4 separate regions of the Mus musculus genome follow, and regions 1, 2 and 4 are each linked to region 3. Evidence: chromatin contacts called from public Hi-C data. All regions are on one chromosome and are shown on one strand. Each heading gives the region's core, a stretch centred on a gene start, on an enhancer-like site or on the middle of the called end of the contact. The rest is flanking DNA. Distances are from core to core; before and after follow the strand shown.

The links. A called contact is a pair of places that touch in the nucleus more often than the background predicts.
Region 1: a contact with region 3 is called in a Hi-C map of the N1E-115 cell line, with 6 times the contacts expected there. The contact joins two enhancer-like sites. A contact is called at or near these places in 2 of 15 datasets of contacts at CTCF or cohesin (large pre-B cells and pro-B cells), 9 of 484 Hi-C or Micro-C datasets (the N1E-115 cell line, bone marrow-derived macrophages, cumulus cells and 4 more), 5 of 115 datasets of contacts at active chromatin or transcription factors (embryonic basal ganglia and embryonic stem cells) and 1 of 9 other capture datasets (embryonic stem cells).
Region 2: a contact with region 3 is called in a Hi-C map of uterus, with 4 times the contacts expected there. The contact joins two enhancer-like sites. A contact is called at or near these places in 2 of 484 Hi-C or Micro-C datasets (bone marrow-derived macrophages and uterus) and 2 of 115 datasets of contacts at active chromatin or transcription factors (both in embryonic stem cells).
Region 4: a Hi-C map of uterus shows a contact between it and region 3, with 5 times the contacts expected there. The contact joins two enhancer-like sites. A contact is called at or near these places in 1 of 484 Hi-C or Micro-C datasets (uterus), 2 of 115 datasets of contacts at active chromatin or transcription factors (astrocytes and fibro-adipogenic progenitors) and 1 of 9 other capture datasets (adipose tissue).

Annotation. Positions count from the first base shown.
Region 1 is chr5:64,388,612-64,391,311 of GRCm38.p6, reverse strand. Gm43837 (a long non-coding RNA gene) reads right to left here. Exons shown (of 3, transcript XR_003955925.1): 3 at 1,437-1,583. Among named protein-coding and RNA genes, the nearest start is that of Gm43837, 12 kb to the right of the region's middle. Within about 2 kb of position 1,346, at least 114 of the 459 cell types and tissues checked have an H3K27ac peak or open chromatin away from gene starts, as enhancers often do. A contact at or near this core is called in the N1E-115 cell line, where this site is marked.
Region 2 is chr5:64,430,585-64,433,284 of GRCm38.p6, reverse strand. No RefSeq gene overlaps it. Among named protein-coding and RNA genes, the nearest start is that of Gm31363, 20 kb to the left of the region's middle. Within about 2 kb of position 1,409, at least 43 of the 459 cell types and tissues checked have an H3K27ac peak or open chromatin away from gene starts, as enhancers often do. A contact at or near this core is called in uterus, where this site is marked.
Region 3 is chr5:64,737,420-64,740,119 of GRCm38.p6, reverse strand. All of the region lies in intron 1 of LOC105244755 (a long non-coding RNA gene), which reads left to right. Among named protein-coding and RNA genes, the nearest start is that of Gm26761, 39 kb to the right of the region's middle. Within about 2 kb of position 1,364, at least 28 of the 459 cell types and tissues checked have an H3K27ac peak or open chromatin away from gene starts, as enhancers often do. A contact at or near this core is called in the N1E-115 cell line, adipose tissue and uterus, where this site is marked.
Region 4 is chr5:64,288,192-64,290,891 of GRCm38.p6, reverse strand. All of the region lies in intron 14 of Tbc1d1 (TBC1 domain family, member 1), which reads right to left. Among named protein-coding and RNA genes, the nearest start is that of Gm38634, 32 kb to the right of the region's middle. Within about 2 kb of position 1,426, at least 88 of the 459 cell types and tissues checked have an H3K27ac peak or open chromatin away from gene starts, as enhancers often do. A contact at or near this core is called in adipose tissue and uterus, where this site is marked.

The DNA of each region.
Region 1 (2,700 bases), core at 97-2,596, 350 kb after region 3:
TCTGGTGCAACAAGCCTAGGGTCTTGCAGCAGACAAATGGTATTTTTGGTTCCTTGGTAAGTCTACAAACCCAGGGTTCCATCTCCTGGCATTAAATAGCTTCCTTCCTAATTGGAGCATGCTCAAAAGTCAGACCCACCATAGGGCTTGTTAAAATTCTGATGGCAGTACTCCACCCACAGGTAGGACCCTGGGGCCTGTATCTCTAACAAGTTCCCAAGAGATGTTGATGCTGCTGGCCCTGGACCACACTCCGCATCTCCAGGGATTACTTTGTGGTGCAGCATTAGCCCCAGCAATGCCATTTTCACAAAGCACCATTTAAAACATGATTCCAGGATAACATATTATGTAAGACCCCAGAAGCACAAATCAGCATGTGAGGTCAAGAGGTAGAGGAGAGTGAAGAGCGTGAAGCCAGGTAAGCCCTAGCCAAACACTGAGAAGAGAGCTCTGGACGTCCTGTGCCTCCCATAAGGAGCGCACATCAAGGGATCGTGGAAAAAGTCTTGTTTATAGTCAGGCTTTCTTTCTCATTCCTGAGGCGACCACAGCTGACCTGGGCAAAACAGGCCTGCCCTGCCCAGACCTGCCCAAGGTGTTCCCTCATTCCTTGGAGGTGAAGATGGTACGGGCGGGGGGGCGGGGGGGAGTTGTGGGAAGGGGTATGGGGGACATGGTCTGGGGATACTGTCTGTCTCAGCCTGCCAGCCCAAGTGGACTCTGAAATTCCAATCTGAGTAGCTGAGAAGACAGAAAATGTTCTGACCCTTTCTGCAATCACAATTTCTTAGAAACATCAACATCAGAAGGTAAAACCTGAGTAGATTAACCACTCAACTTCTTCCCAAATTCTTTTGCCCGTTCCATTCCTTCTGAATGGAAATTTCTTTCTTGTGGCTATTCCTAGTCTCCCTTCCACAGTCAGCTATGGCTCCTGTCTGGGCGGTGGTCTCAGGCACTTCTCCCTCTTTGGCTTCCACACTTGCAGCATCCTTAAACCTTCAGCCAATCAGCATCTCCTTTGCAGGCTCCTTTGCCTCCTCCCTTTGTTCTTTCTGAATGATCATTTTCTTTTCTGTGACATCGACAACAAGAACTGAAGAAACAGAAGGAAAGGTAGCTGTAAGCAGAGGGAGGCTGGAAAGGGATTTTCTCTCAGAGAGAGAAGAAAGAAAGAGTGTAGAGATGCCTAGCAGCCCCCTGGAGGTTTTGAGGAAAGAGAACCCAGGCAGGTTCTGGAAGCAACAGAAAGAAACAGGGTGGAGATTGTAGCAGGGGTGGCTCTGTGGTGTGGTTACAGAGTGTGAAAAATGCAGTAAAGGGGATACAGCAATTCTGAAACCTCCCCTGGTGCCAGGGACCCTTATGCTTTAACTGCATCACCACTGTGGGACTAGGTGGCCTGGGCTCAGCCTTCATTGGCTCACCTCCGCACGATCCTTCCATCTTTGACCTTGCCCTTTCCAGTGTCTGGCACAGTGCCTAGGCTGTGGTAGTTGCTCAGAAAGGGCTCCCTTCTTTCCTCTCTCCAGCTCCGGGGCATCCTTCATGTTGACATGGGGACAGAATTGGAGTTGAGGCTGATAGGACAATAGGAGATGAGGAGGGAGGGTAAATAATGCATAGCACTGAACCCTCCCCCCCCCCCCACACCCTGGACCAAATACCAGCCTCACAATGCTGATCTTGGCAGGGGGCCCACCATCTACCAGACCCCCCCACCCCCGCAGGCCTCTGGGGTATGGCTAATTAAAGACACGCTTACTCATTTCATTCCCAAGTCACTATTTAAGGAAATAGAACCATGCCATTCCTCTAAGGCCTCTGACCTTAGATACTAGAGGCAAACAATGCCGGGGCTTGTCCAAGTGGCCATAAATGCAGAGCTGTTCAAAGAGCAATTGAGGGCCAGAAAGGGAGGACAGCACAGGCCACACAGCTGGGCCAGCTGCTGGATGGTCCCCTCCTTCCATTCTCCCCACTCTCTCCTCTTCCCCATCCCCTGCAGAAGCTAGTGGCAACCCTCCCACCCTGACACCCCCTCCCTACCACCTCCTCACAGTTAGCTCCTGGTTTTCTGAGCTCATTCAGACTCCTAGCTGACTCAGAGAAGCCTTAGTGATCTCCATGGATTTCAAGCAGGAGCAACTTGCAGCCTCTGGGATTTTTCAGGGTTTTTTGAGACTAAAGAAAAACATGGCTTTTGTATCTGTGTGTCGTGTATGTGCACATGTATGTTCATGTGTACATGTCTATCTATGCATGTAGGCAGAAGTCAGATAAGGACACCTGGGATCTTGTCCCATTACTCTCCTTTTTATTCCTCCTAGACAGGGTCTCTGAACCTGTGTCTGGACTGATGTATTGAGGATTGGTTCTAATGCTTTGATTTAATCAGGAATCTGTGTGTCCAAATGCTGAAGGACCTTGTCCCCAATTGGTTTTTGATTGATCAATAAAGATGCTAGCAGTCAATGGTTGGGCAAAAGGAGATGGACCGGGACACTTAGATTTGCGAGGGCTTGGGATAGAGAAGTGGAGACAGAGGATTGCCTGAGATGGCTTGAGATGAGTTGAGAGATGGCTCAGATTTAGAGCTGTGGCAGAGAGAGCCTCTGAGCAGTGTAAGAATTCTGGTAAGTGGCCACTGCCCACTTCCCTATTGGGCCTGGGGTAGCAGGCAAAGGCTTAGCACTG
Region 2 (2,700 bases), core at 160-2,659, 310 kb after region 3:
CTTCCAGGGAATCCTCCTGTTTCTGCTCACTCTCTCACTGTAGGAGTACTGGAATTACAAAGGCATGCCACCACATATGGCTTTTTGTACATGGGTTCCAAGGCTCAAACTCAGGTCATCAGTCTTATACTGCATTACCTGCTGACCCATCTTGCTAGCCCTTGTTATTGTGTTAACATACGCTGCTTCTAAGGACAAGCCTTCATGTACACAGTCTTAAGGTATAAATTAGGTCAGTGTCTCTAATCCAAGACCAATCCAGGAAGACTATATATGACCCGTAGTCTCTCATCTCCAAATTCTGTTCCAGTACCATCTGGTACATTGAGGAAGGTCAGTTGTCATCTTTCTATTTCTTCAGTCTAACAAATATAGACTGCACCCTGCCCTGCTCCTCCCATGCACCAAACATTAGGGATACCAAAGGAGCTAAGGCTTCTATTAACACACTAGTCTGCCACCTCCTGAAAAAGTAAATATCAAGGTGTCCTGGGAGGTGGCTCTGTGGCAGAGCATTTGCCAAGCATGCATAAAGTCCTGGGTTCCATCACTGATGCTGGGGGCTTAAGGGGACAACAGAGGTTGCACTGAGAGAGGTAGCCAGAGGTGGGCTAGGGAAAGAGAAAAGCCTGCAACCAGCAGGAGGAGGATAGGTAAGGGCCCCACGTGGATTCGTTCTGATGCTGGCTGCTACATCCAACTGGAGAATGAGTGAAACTCTATATCCATGTCCTTGAACGACTTACCATTCATGTTCATGGACTTGGTCCATGTCTGCAAACTCCTCCATCTCTCTGTCCACGAGATCCTTCTCTTCTACATCCATGAATTCTGTCTCATCCGTGACTGCAAACTTTATCCCGTTCATATTCACAAACTGTTATTCTATCCATGTTCACAAACCTGCATTCATGCGTGCAAACTCCACCCCCCACCCGCTGTGTTCATGGACCCTGTCCCACCCGTGTTCATGACCTCTCCCTATGCCATCCATATCTGCCATTCCTTCGCTTGGCTCCAAATCCCAAGTCTCTGAGACTTCAGTCCTACAAGTACTTCATCTACAGAATCACCCCAAAGTAAAAGCCACCAGTGGGAAACGTTCATGATAACAAGATGGCAGCCAGGTGGCAAGCCAGCAAGAGCGCTCGAAACAGCCTGAGGACACGGGGAAAGAAAGAGGTACTCAGCAACCCCACAACTGCTGTTATCCCATGCTGAAGACAACTTGTTCCTCCCTAGACCTGGCTGCAGGAGGAGGAGGAAAGTCACAGAGGCAGCAAGCACCCCAGCCTTGCTTCAGTGCCTGACAAGGCGTCTTGCCTCCGGGAAGGAGCTCCCTATAGCTGCTTAGAGAAGTCAGGGCCCTGCACACCACACCCTACACCTCCCTCTACTTCTTTGCCAGGCTGCACCTGGCCTCTGGCCTCACCTGCCCCACCCAGTTACACCCATGATTCCAACAGTGGCCAGCAAACACAAAGCTATCAGCAATAACAAAACAGAAGGAAGAAATTCAAGTCAAACCAGGTTCCGGCTGCCCTCGGCTGAGCTCCTGCAGCACTGTCTGGTGCCTCCAGCCTTCTGCGTCCCAAACCCAAGTTGAACGGCCAGATCTTATCTGACTTCTCACTGGGCTCTAAGGGTACTGTGTCCTTTCTGTGTCTGGGCCCAGCACCCCTGTCTGAATGGCACCACAGAGATCCAAGAGTGGCTGCAGCCTTCCTACGCATTGCACTGCATTCTCTCAGTCCCCTCACATAGCACTCACATAGCACCGTGCCTCGCTCTTCCAATAATTTTGGCCAGCCCAGTTTTTTTAGAAGCAGGACTTGAAACTCAGAAAGGTGCAGTCTTCCATTAGACTAACAGTGAGAAACAGAGCAGGTGACTACCTGATTAAAGTAAAGCGTTTCTTGGAGCATCTGTCTTGTATGCTGTGAATAGACCTATTTTCCAAAACAGGTTCGACTTGGAAAGATCCTTCTTTTGATTGGCACCTGTCTGGTGGACCCACACCAGGCTGGGCTGCAGCAGGATTCATGTTTGCTGTCTCCCACCTCCATCTGAAATGAAGCTCATTTACTGAGTTACTCAGAATTATCCAGACTGGCTTTGCAATCCCTTCTCCAGGGTCACACATGCTAGGCCAGGGGAAAGCGTTCCTGAAAACCAGGACAGGAGACAAGGCAGGGTACTGGACAGACATGGGGACCCGGAGACCAGCAGGCAGGCCTAGCACACTTCTAAGCATCCATGCAGATCCTAGCACTGATAGAGATGGTGGGGACAGACAGGAGCCATTTCTGGACCAAAACTCACAGAGCACTGGGTGGAGGCTGGTGGGAATTAAAGAATAAGTGTTCCATGGGAGCATCATTTGTTTCAGAACATTTCTTTTTCTAATTCTCTGGGGGAATGCAGCCTGCAACTCTTTCAACTCTAAGAAAGAAAAGCAGCCTCCAGCCACCACTGAACAAAGGCCACCATCTACTGGTTTCAGAACCACATTCCCATCAGACAAATACATCACAGGGTGTGGCCAAAACAACCTGGTTTATTGGCACCCTGACCCCAGGTCAGAAGCCGGAGATAAAATGTGACTCCAGGCTCTTGCCTTGGGGCTCTGGGAACAGCAAGCAGGGACCCACCCTGCTCACACCAACTGGCCATTCTGGTTCATCAAGATGAAATTGTTTT
Region 3 (2,700 bases), core at 115-2,614:
TGTTCTCTGACTCTTACCCAGGAAAGCCGGAGCCTCCCAGGCTAGTATACTGCTGAGTCTGCAGAAAGGCCTCATTATCAAGAAATCAACAGCATACTTAGCCCTGCAGCCCAGGGCAGACCTGGGCCCGGGGGTGGGGGTGGGGGTGGGGGTGGGGGTGGGGGTGACAGGACTGTTTCTTGCAGGCTTAAAGAGGACAAGCCAGGAGTGGCCGGAAGAAGAAAGGTGACTCCCAGGGCCTGGGCCAGAGAAGGGTTTTGGACAGGAAAGAGGCCTCATAACACAGCACACTTGACAGGAATTGTTTAAGGCTTTAAACCTTTGCCAAGTAACGCGAGACAGGCCCTATAAGTATTTTAGCTATATATAGGGTGTAACCTGAAAGTGCCTCCCTCTGCAGAGGCTTTTGAACTGACAGTGCCTCCCTCCTGGGAGGACAGAGTGGGGGGAAGGGGTCCTGCTAGAGACACACAAAAGTAGGGGAGCACTGCCTTTGAAGAATTTCCTCCCTTTTCATGCCTGGGGTGTAACCAGAGACCAGTGTCAACAAAGAATCCCGCTTGGGAAAGCTTTTGTGCTCTGCTCTCTTTCGGGGGGCGTGACTCGGTTTTTCAGAGGTCAATGAATTGTAAATTGTATAAGTTTATGTTCTCCTGGACTCCGGTGGGGGTGGGGGTGGGCTTCTGAGGGTGTGTGAGTGGAAGAGGGGTGGGTGGTGTCACTCCAACATCCTGGAAACTTGCTGTATGGTAAGACCAGATCTGGCCGCAAGAAATCCTCCCACTTGGAAGAGAGCAGGAAGCGTATGTGGGTTTGGATGCTCACATCTGAATTTGCTCTAGCAAATAAATCCATAGTAAAACTTGAAAATAAGGTACCATAGCACGTGCAGAGATGGTGATAGTAATACAGTCAGTTATTTGGTTGGTCTGATTGCTTTCCTGCACTTAGGACTACTTGTGTGCCTCCCAGTAGCACCTACTCTGTGCTGTGCTCTCATAGGTTGGGGCTAGTTGTTAATCACTTTGTGTGTGTGTGTGTGTGTGTGTGTGTGTGCGTGCATTGATATCTCCATTGTTCTTCTCCTTATTCACTGAGGGTCTCACAGTTGAACCCAGAGCTCGCTGAAACGGCTAGTCTAGTTAGCAAGCTTGCCCCGAAGTTCCTTTCTCCCCTTTCCAAACGCTAAGATCATACTTAGGCAGGCCCCCATGCCCATCTGCATTGACCTGGGTTCTGAGGAGCTGAAACCCAGTTTTCCAGCTTTGCACACACAGCAAACACTTTGTTCATGAGCCACGTCCCTGCCTGCTCCGTGACTCGTTTTGATCGATATTTCTTATCCCTCCAAACTCCTACAACCCTCTGGCTCTACAAAAACACATTAGTGCTTGATGGGTGCTTGTCCCATTCCAGACCCTGTACTGAGTAGTGGACAGAGTGAATGGGCTTTCACTTTCTCAGAATGTGTAATCTGTGTTGGAGGAAAGCAGACACTGAAACGAGCAAGTGATGTAATGTATCGGCAGTTGATGCATAATAAAAAGAAACATTAGGGACACCCAGGAGGCAGCTGGTGGCGTCTCTCAGGAAAACGGGGCTCCAGGGGGAGCATGTCTTGCTTCCCACTGAAGGCTGCTCTAGACAAGGTGGGTGGGGTGAAGGGACAGGGGCGGGAAATATAGTTGATGGGAACCCATTGCTGCAGACCTGGGGGCCTTGTGGGTCACTGCAAAGTCTGAATTTCCTTGTGGGTGAGGTGGGAAGCCTCTAGAATGTCTTTAGAAGTGAGACAAACATTCTGGCCACTGCTTTAAAAATAAATCCTAAGGGCAAAGGTGGGAGCCGAGAAACACGATCCGGTGATCTGCGCAAGAGGGGATGGTGGCTTGCTGTAAGGATTTTCCAGACTTGAAGTCTCTGGGAGGGCCGGAGGGCTGGCAAGATTTCCTGCTGAGTGGAATTCTAGGCTGGAAAGAGGCAAAGGTACGCAGCCTTCTTCCCCTGGGCCCTCTGAGCAGAGCAGGGTGGGGACTGACCCCTACAAGTTGGTCTGGGGTGGTATCCTTTTTTTGTTTTTTGTTTTTCCTCGTGGTCACTGGCAGCAAGCCAGTTTCACCCAGATCTGGAGAAGAAAATGAGAGCAACATTTGGGCTAACATGGTTAACTCATGCACTGTTCTGGGTGAAGAGAAGCCAATTTGTGTGGCCCAGGCTCTGGGCTTCTTCCTGCAAGGCTCAGGAGGAATTTGGAGGCATCACAGGGAGATCAGGCCAGAGAGAACTGTGGGGAGGAGTCCCGGCTTCTGCAAGCAGAAGCATGTCATTTCTTCTTCCGTCTGTGCATCACTTCAACATTTATTGAGTGTTTTTGTGCTCGTCTACTATGCTAGGTGCTGTGCTCAAAGATGAATAAAGTCCTGTTTGGTAGAAATTTATATCATAGGTCAAGTGATAGATATATAGGATAGACAGAATGTTCTGGTAGTCAAGATTTAAACCCACCCTCCCCACTGTGTATGTGTGTGTGTGTGTGTGTGTGTGTGTGCTGGGGAGGGGGCTTGAATATGCCAGGTATGCAGATGGAGATCAAAGGACTGTCTTTGGGAGACCAGTGTCTCCTTCCACCTGGAAGATGGCCCCAGCTCCACTGGAGACAGAGTTGATTATTCTACATCCAGATCTGCAGGCAACAGAGAG
Region 4 (2,700 bases), core at 177-2,676, 450 kb after region 3:
CTACAGTAATTACTATAGTAATAGCTGCTCAGTACTCTGACTGCATCTCTAAAAATAGTAATACTGAACTGTGGGCTTTAAATGGGTGATTTGTACAGTATACAAAATATATCTCAATAGAGTTGCTTTGTAAGTAAAAATAAACTGTGTTTTCCAAGGAAAGAATCCCTTCCCAGAGCTCATGCTGCCCTCCCCTTCGGGGCCATCCCTGTACCTAGGGACGCTAGAGGGTGTAGAGCTTCGGGGCCAGCAGGCTGGTGCAGTAGGAACTGTCAGCAGACATTCACGGGAGGGAAAGCTGGGGGTACAGAACAGTACCTACAGGACATGGAGCCTCTGTGCTGGTCATACTCAGACCAGACTGCACTAAGTCCACAGATTTGATTCCCCTGAAAACACTGTAAACTTCTTGCCATTGTCTTATTTAAACTCAACAGCTTATTGAAACCTTGAATGGTAACAAATTAAGCTAGAGAAGAAAATCACATCTGTAATTCCAGTACTCACAGGATTGGGAGTTCAAGGACAGCCTTAGCTACACAAAGTTCAAGACCAGTATGAACTATGTGAGACCCTGTCCTCGCCACAAAATTTAAAATGAGAATGACAAATCAAAACGTCCACTTTGGACTTTGTCCTGGGGGCATGCTCTGAGCAGTCACTTGACCCTAAGGAGGAAGTCCCTGGCAGCTGGATGCTGCAATCAAGTCCTGGTCACCTGACTCCCAGGACCCCCAGCTCCCACACTGCAGTATAGAAGCCTCAGCTCTACTCCTCGAGCCTTGCTAGCAAGCAGAAGTGGTCGAACTTGCTGTCTGAATTCCAGAGGTGCATCAGGAAAAGCTGACAGGGCTGCCTTAGCAGTGTTAACAAGTGCAGGCAGGAGCAGCCAGCCAAGGCCAGTCACAGTGGCTTCTAGGATGATATGCCAAAGACAACACATACAAAAACAAACACAAAACAGAAGAAAAAACAAAACAAAACCAAAAAACCAAAAACTTCACATGAACAATCAAATCCTTGGTTTGAAAACTCCATCTCAAGACAGATCTTTATTCACCACCGAAAAGCAAAGTTAAATAAAACTGAAGGAAAACCAATCTTGCCAGGGGAGGTGGCACATGCCTGGAACTCCAGTATCTGTGAGGCTAGGGCACAGGCTGCCAAGTAGCACTACAGAGCCAGACCCATCTCAAAGAGGAGAAATTAAAAATAATCACATCTGTCAACTGGACACTACCTGCTTCTGCCGTTGCCATAAAACCCTGAAGAAAGGGAGACTAGTCCCATAAAGTCCTACAGAACCCACAACTCCCTATTCAAATAAGTTACAAGTGGGCAGAAGGACAACTATCTTAACTCAAACACAACAGTACTGGGGAAGAAAGCAAGCTCTTTCTTGGGGATGGGAGAGCAGAGCCACCAAGACCAGGGAGAAACACTGCCACCAAGTGGTGACAGGCTCTCCAGTCACCCGAGGTTGCCTGGTCTTGATGTGGCAGCAATCCCAGTTTTGGAGAACTCACATGAGTCTGGCCTGTGAGAGGACAGCCTGGGTACTTAAGAATCTCCCCAGAAGACCAGGGATAAAGTCCATATGGTTGAGTACTTGCCCCGCAGGCATGCAGCCCTTAGTCCAACCTCCGCACTAAACAACACACAACACAAAAGCCAGAAAGACAAGCTACCAGCACCAAAAACCACCACCACCAAAAATCAGGCACGGGGGCACACCTGTGGCACCCCGGCACTCAGAAGTGGAGGGAGATTCGAGAGTTCAAGGGCAGCATCAGCTATACAGTGAGCTCAGGGGCAGCCTGGCTGACCCAGTCTCAACAATGAAGTCCCCGTGCCCAGTGAAAGACAAGCACTCCTGATCAAGAGAAAATGCAGAGATGGAGACGGCGTTTGCATTATTTCACTTATGTTAGCCATTAAAATCTCCCCGAGGTAAATCAATTTTTGAAAACAAATCAGCCACTAAGTGCTTCCCACCTTTTGCACAGTAACACAGAAGTCACACCGAAGATCCCTTACGCGCTTTAGTCTGGCCTTAAACGTTTACTTCTTGGTTCATGTGCTATCTAACCTAAAGTTCTTCAGGGTTTAGGCCGACCCAGCTGTACTCATAAGCCAAAACAAAACAAAACAAAACTCTCAGCCTTGGCTTTACTGGACTATATACTCACATAAAGGGCTTCAAGTCAATAAATCACTCTTATTTATGCCAAAAAGAGTTTCCTTCCCCTTTTCAAAACATGTCAAAATCTGAAGGCATCTATTGTTGGTAAAATGCACACTGTGATATGAAATACTTAAATGAAAAGAACTAAATGAAGGCTAAAACTGTTCCCTGGCACAAACAGAACAAAAAGATTCTCTCTGTTCCAAGTGGAGAGCTGCCTAAAAATTATTTCATAATGACAAAGAGTTCTCCTTCATATGGTACGCTGAGAAAAGAAACTAAAGGGCACGCAGCACAGACTAGCTAGTTAAGAGCTGGTTTCCAGCATCCTCTGCTGTCCTGACAATGAGGAGAGAGCCCTCGACAAGGAAAGCAGACTTGTGTAGACAGTGCATCTCTGGAACACAGCACTGGGCAAAGCCTGCCTGCAGAGGATGCCAGTAGACCGCTGCTTTCCCAGGTCCATGTTTACCCGCTTACTCGGTATCACTGTTCTCCAGTGCACCCTGCTTTCT